Linked DNA regions of Mus musculus: region 1 is linked to region 2. The links are chromatin contacts, called in public Hi-C maps. All regions are on one chromosome and are shown on one strand. Each heading gives the region's core, a stretch centred on a gene start, on an enhancer-like site or on the middle of the called end of the contact. The rest is flanking DNA. Distances are from core to core; before and after follow the strand shown.

The links. A called contact is a pair of places that touch in the nucleus more often than the background predicts.
Region 1: a contact with region 2 is called in a Hi-C map of bone marrow-derived macrophages, with 58 read pairs. The contact joins two enhancer-like sites. A contact is called at or near these places in 7 of 39 promoter capture datasets (3T3-L1-derived adipocytes, the HPC-7 cell line, cranial neural crest and 4 more), 2 of 484 Hi-C or Micro-C datasets (bone marrow-derived macrophages and macrophages) and 1 of 115 datasets of contacts at active chromatin or transcription factors (embryonic stem cells).

The regions. Positions count from the first base shown.
Region 1 is chr9:121,604,358-121,607,057 of GRCm38.p6, forward strand. All of the region lies in intron 3 of Lyzl4os (lysozyme-like 4, opposite strand), which reads left to right. It also overlaps a transcript of Lyzl4 not described here. Among named protein-coding and RNA genes, the nearest start is that of Lyzl4os, 19 kb to the left of the region's middle. Within about 2 kb of position 1,279, at least 16 of the 459 cell types and tissues checked have an H3K27ac peak or open chromatin away from gene starts, as enhancers often do. A contact at or near this core is called in bone marrow-derived macrophages, where this site is marked.
Region 2 is chr9:121,535,133-121,537,832 of GRCm38.p6, forward strand. No RefSeq gene overlaps it. Among named protein-coding and RNA genes, the nearest start is that of Cck, 41 kb to the left of the region's middle. Within about 2 kb of position 1,434, at least 4 of the 459 cell types and tissues checked have an H3K27ac peak or open chromatin away from gene starts, as enhancers often do. A contact at or near this core is called in bone marrow-derived macrophages, where this site is marked.

The DNA.
Region 1 (2,700 bases), core at 29-2,528, 69 kb after region 2:
GTGAATACAATAATATACGCATGTAAGTATAATATGATGTGAAATTGATACATGTACATACATAAACATAATATACACATATATCTATGAATAAAATATATGCATGTAAGTATATGGGCAATACTATGTGTACATTATCCCGTCCCGCGGGATTCAGTTATTCGTGGGTGCGAGGGGGACCGAGAACCTGGAAGGAAATGGGAATAAAAGAAAGAAAGTCGGAGGACCAAGTAGATATGTCAACCTATCAAGGTCTCGTTTATTAGGCTGAGGTGCCTTCTTTTTAAAGCATACATCGCGGGGAATATGGGAGGGGTCGAGGGAGAATTATACAAAGAACAAAGAAGTGGGCATCTGCTGACATGGGGGCCGAAATCAGGCGCCAGGCAGCGGGCACTCTGGATCTTATCTCTGGAACATAGATCCTCCTTGACAGCCTTGGGGGTCAGGCTGGGCTCAGGCGTAACTCGTGTCCTTGGATGGCATGGGAACTCAGGAAGAGATAGGGAAGAGGGGACTATAATTCAGCTTTACAGCCTCAGGTGCCAAGAAAGGAATAGGGAGGAAGGGGGGTGATAACCAGCTCTTAGTACAATGCCATTTGGCCTGTTAGGGAGATTGTGAAGGGCTCACTTTCTCACGGGATGGTCTCTGACAGTACATATATAAACAAATGTACATGTACAGCATAGCATGTAGAAAGGAGAAACAGGATGAACACTAGGAGATGAAGGGCTGACTGCAGCTAATGGATAATTGGGTCATGAAAGACAATAGTGAGCTAATGCTTTTCTAGTTTTAGCTCTGTAATGGAGTCTTTGTTTTCTGGTGGTGGATAAGTACATAAAAGTAGAATGGATACTAGACATATGGAATGTGGCATTCTATACCTCTAGCATGGCCACTCTAGTTTTAGAGAACGTCACTGAGATGTGGACCTGGCTAACCTTGCTGTGTGACGTCTTCTATTTATCATTTCTTAACAAATCTTAGCTTTAAAGAAATGCAAAGAAAAATACAATATGACCCCAAGAGTGCCAGACAGCTTGCCTGCTGTAGTGGTAACTCAACTGGTTTTGCATCTGGAGACCCACAGAGACACCACTACATTACACAAGAGGAAATCCACAATCCCAATGTCTTGCCCCAGGCCCAGAGCCACTAAGGGACAAAGCAGTGATTGACACTTCCTGGTGGTGGCTGCAGAGCCTGGCTTTTCTGTGTTCAGGCGAACTTGATGAGGGAATTATGAGCAAGATGACACTGCCATCTAGTGGGGACTCTGCCACACAGCCCAGGGCTTCCTCTGGGGTCAACCACACAATGATGTCCAGAGAACCCAGGACCACCATAGGACAGACACACTCATAGAATATTCCCTGGAAACCTGGTCCCAGAGAGCTCATGATTCTAAAGTGAGGGCGTCCTCTTCAAAGAGAAGAAACCTGAGGTCAGGGTTTGCAAAGAGTTGTACACGTCACTAGTACGTCTGCGTGTAGCTGTTCACCAGACCCATCAGCTCTGGTGCAGGACACGGAGATGAGGCACGGGATAGGCGCATGTTGAGGAGGATGGAATAGAGGAACTTGAAATATAGAGCCTGTACTAATTACTCTCCTCACCGCCGTGACAAACGCCTGGCAAAAGCTTACAAAGAGGGTGTGTTTGGGCTCATGGTTTGAGCTTAGTCTACCATGGAAGAGGGAGGCATGGAGGCGGGGCTGTGAGGTACAGAGTCAGACTGTTTCCATAGTCAGGAAGCAGAGAGATGGATGTTGGCATCCCACCAGCTCCTGCTTTTTATCCATGCCCTGGCCCATGGGAGGTGCCACCCACATACAGGGTGGATCTTCCTCAGCTAAGCAGCCTCATCAGGCATATCTCCTAGGTGATTCCAAACCTAGTCCATCAGATAATGAGGAGAAACTAGCTCAGGGCACTGAAGTGACTGACAGCCCCTCTCTTATGTTGTCACCTCTGGCTCTTCTACATCAACTCTCCAACTTGGGATAATATGGAAGAGAGACTCTAAGGAGGACCATGACCCTCTAGGTCCTGCCGATATGCTTAGACTCATATCTCCCCTGCCCGGCTCACACCTAGAACAGTGCCACATTAAGGGTATACACCTGCTTACCTCACACCCAGCCACACTGGGGGTTCACACCTGCCCAGCTCACACCTAGGACTGTGCCACACTGGGAGTTCACACCTGCCCACCTCACACCCAGCCAAACTGGGGGTACACACCTGCCCACTCACACCTAGGACTGTGCCACACTGGGAGTTCACATCTGTCCACCTCTCACCCAGCCAAACTGGGGGTACACACCTGCCCACTCACACCTAGGACTGTGCCACACTGGGGGTATGCACCTGCTCACCTCACACCCAGACACACTGGGTGTGCACACCTGCTCACCTCACACCCAGACACACTGGGGGTGCACACCTGCCTACCTCACACCTAGAACAGTGCCACACTCGGGGTTCACACCTGCTCACCTCATACCCAGCCACACTGGGGGTACATACCTGCACACCTCACACCTAACACAGTGCCACACTGGGTGTTCACACTTCCTCACCTCACACCTAGGACAGTGCCACACTGGGGGTTCACACCTGCTTACCTCACACCTAGGACTGTGTGCCACACTGGTGTTCACACCTGCTTACCTCACACCCAGCCACACTGTG
Region 2 (2,700 bases), core at 184-2,683:
AAAAGTCCCCAGCAGTCTGTAACAGTTTCAACACTGCTTAAAAGTCCATACTTCAAAGCTTCTTCTTCAAGTCAATCTCATAACTGTAACCCCATGTAAAATCAAAAAGCAAATTACGATGATCTGAAGAGATAGCTCTGTGGTTAAGACCACTGACGGCTGCTATTACAGAGGATATAAGTTTAGTCTCTGCACTCACTTGGGCTAGCTCACACCACATGTAACTCCAGTTTTGGGATGATCTGACAACCTCTTCTGGCTTCTATGGGCATTGCATTAACACCCACCCACCCCAAACATATACATATGGATTAAAAATAAAAAAACAAAATCTTAAAAAACAAAAATGAAGCTGGAGAGATGGCTCAGTGGTTAAGAGTACTGGTTGCTATTCTTCCACAGAACCCTGGTTCAATTCCCAGCACCCACATGGCAGTTCACAACTGTTTGTAACTACAGCTCCAAGGGACCTGGCACTCACACAGACATACATCCAGGCAAATAAATGAATCATTTTATAAAAAGCAAATTATATACTTCCAACCTACAATGATCAGACTATTCGTTACCATTCCAAAATGGAGGGAACGGGTAAAATGAGCAGATATTTTACCAAAACAAGACCAAAAAGCAGCAGACAAACTCTACATTCTACATCTCTGTGTCTGGTGTCAAACTGCTCTTTAGATCTCCAACTCCTTTACCTTAGTTGACTGCAGCACACTTCTCTCCCTTGTTTCCACAGATGGTCTGCTGCTCTCCTTGATAGGCATCCATGACTCTGGCATCTCTAACATCTTAGGAATCTCCATCCCATGACTCTGGCATCTCTAACTTCTTGGGGATCTCCAGCACAATCCAGGCTTCACCTTCACAACTTCACAAAATGGCCTCTCCAGGCCTCCATGTAGACGCTCATCTGATACTTACCTGGACCCAAGGGCTTTCCTGAGCTTTGGAGGATGATTGTACATCTCCTTACCTATATTCTTCTTGACTCTAAATCTAGAAACACGGTTGCTCAAGCTGCCAAGTTCTTCTGCCTGCTTGGACTAATGTCTGCTCCTCCCGCCTCTGAGTTATATTTACAATAAGCTTTCCACTATTGTTTAAGCCTGAGAAATCCCTCAGGCCTTGGCAAGTATGGCCTTGCTCTGGGGTTACTTCCCTTTTATCTCATTTTGCATCATCAGACTTCTCTGTAAACTTCTCCTTTCCTTGAGCACAAGTCTTGGCTACAACATTATATTTCCTGGAATTTCTTTTCTTCTCAGACTGCATTTTATATTTCTTTTGCCCCATTTGCTTCTTTTCATTATAGGTCTGTGTAAGAATGATCACTAATAACCATGTGACACAATCAATACAAGGCTGTCTTGAAATCTCTGGCAATTATTAGTTCAAAACTCTTCAATTTAGCCTCAGGAAGATTTTTAGAAGAGCAAAAAGCAGCCAGATTCTTTGCCAAAATATTACAAGAATGGTCTGCAGTCCAGCTGCAAATATTAATAATATTTCCTTCTGAAACCCTTTGAGCTGAGCAGCCTGCACAGTCCACATTACTCTCAGCATTACTATCTTCCAGGCTCCTACTAGGATGGCCCATTAAGTCCCACTTATAACATTCAAATACTCCCTAAATACAAAGTCCCAGTGTCTACATTCCACCCACAAGTAGAATAGTCAGACCTGTCACAGTAACACCCCACTCCTGGTACTGATTTTTGTCTTCATTACTGTTCTATGGTTGTCATGAAACACCATGGCCAAGGAAAAGCATTTAATTGGAGGCTTGTTTACAGTTACAGTGGATCAGTGGATCATCATCATGGCAGGGAGAGTGACAGAAGTCAGGCATGTTGCTGGAGAAGTAGCTGAGAGCGAACACCTCATCCACAAGTTGTAGACTGGGAGAGACATTGAGCCTGGAATGAGCTTCTGAACCCTTACAGCCTATCCCCAGTAACACACCTACTCCAACAAAGCTACTCTTGTTAATCCTTTCCAAAGAGCTCCTCTAACTAAAGACCAAACATTCAAACATATGAGCCTATGGGGTCCATTCTCATTCAAACCTCCACAGGCTTGATACAAATGTTTCAATTAAAAAAAAATGTACATTGGTGTTTTGACTGCATGTATGTCTGTGTGAGGGAGTCGGATGCCCTGGAACTGGAGTTATAGAAAGTTCTGAGCTGCCATATGGTTGCTGGGAATTGAACCCGGGTTCCCTGGAAGAGCAGTCAGTGCTCTTAACCACTGAGTCACCTCTCCAGCCCCCAATTCTCCTATCTTCATGTGACATTCAGTTTGGTTGTCTGGGCTTCCTTAGATGTTTGTTCCTCTGTTTTACAAGTCTTATTCATACAATCTAGATTTTTTCCCCAGATATTTTGTAAATTGAGATTTAGTGTTCATGTTTTATTTGAGTTTGTTCTGAAAGCCTGTCTGCCTTACCACAGCCCATAATTGGTGATGAGGTTGTGTAGTGAGGAATTTCCATGTCTGTGGTAGTATGGGCGACAACTTGTTACTGGATCAGCAACTGCAAAGGACACTTGTGTTTCTTAGCATCCACATCCCTGCACTGTCACCCTCCTAGCATAAGAAGGAAGGATGTTCCCTTCGTCATTTCCCATCCAGAGCTGCTTCTTCAAACATGGAGTTCCTCTAACTGTGCACCATCCTTTCTGAGAGCCC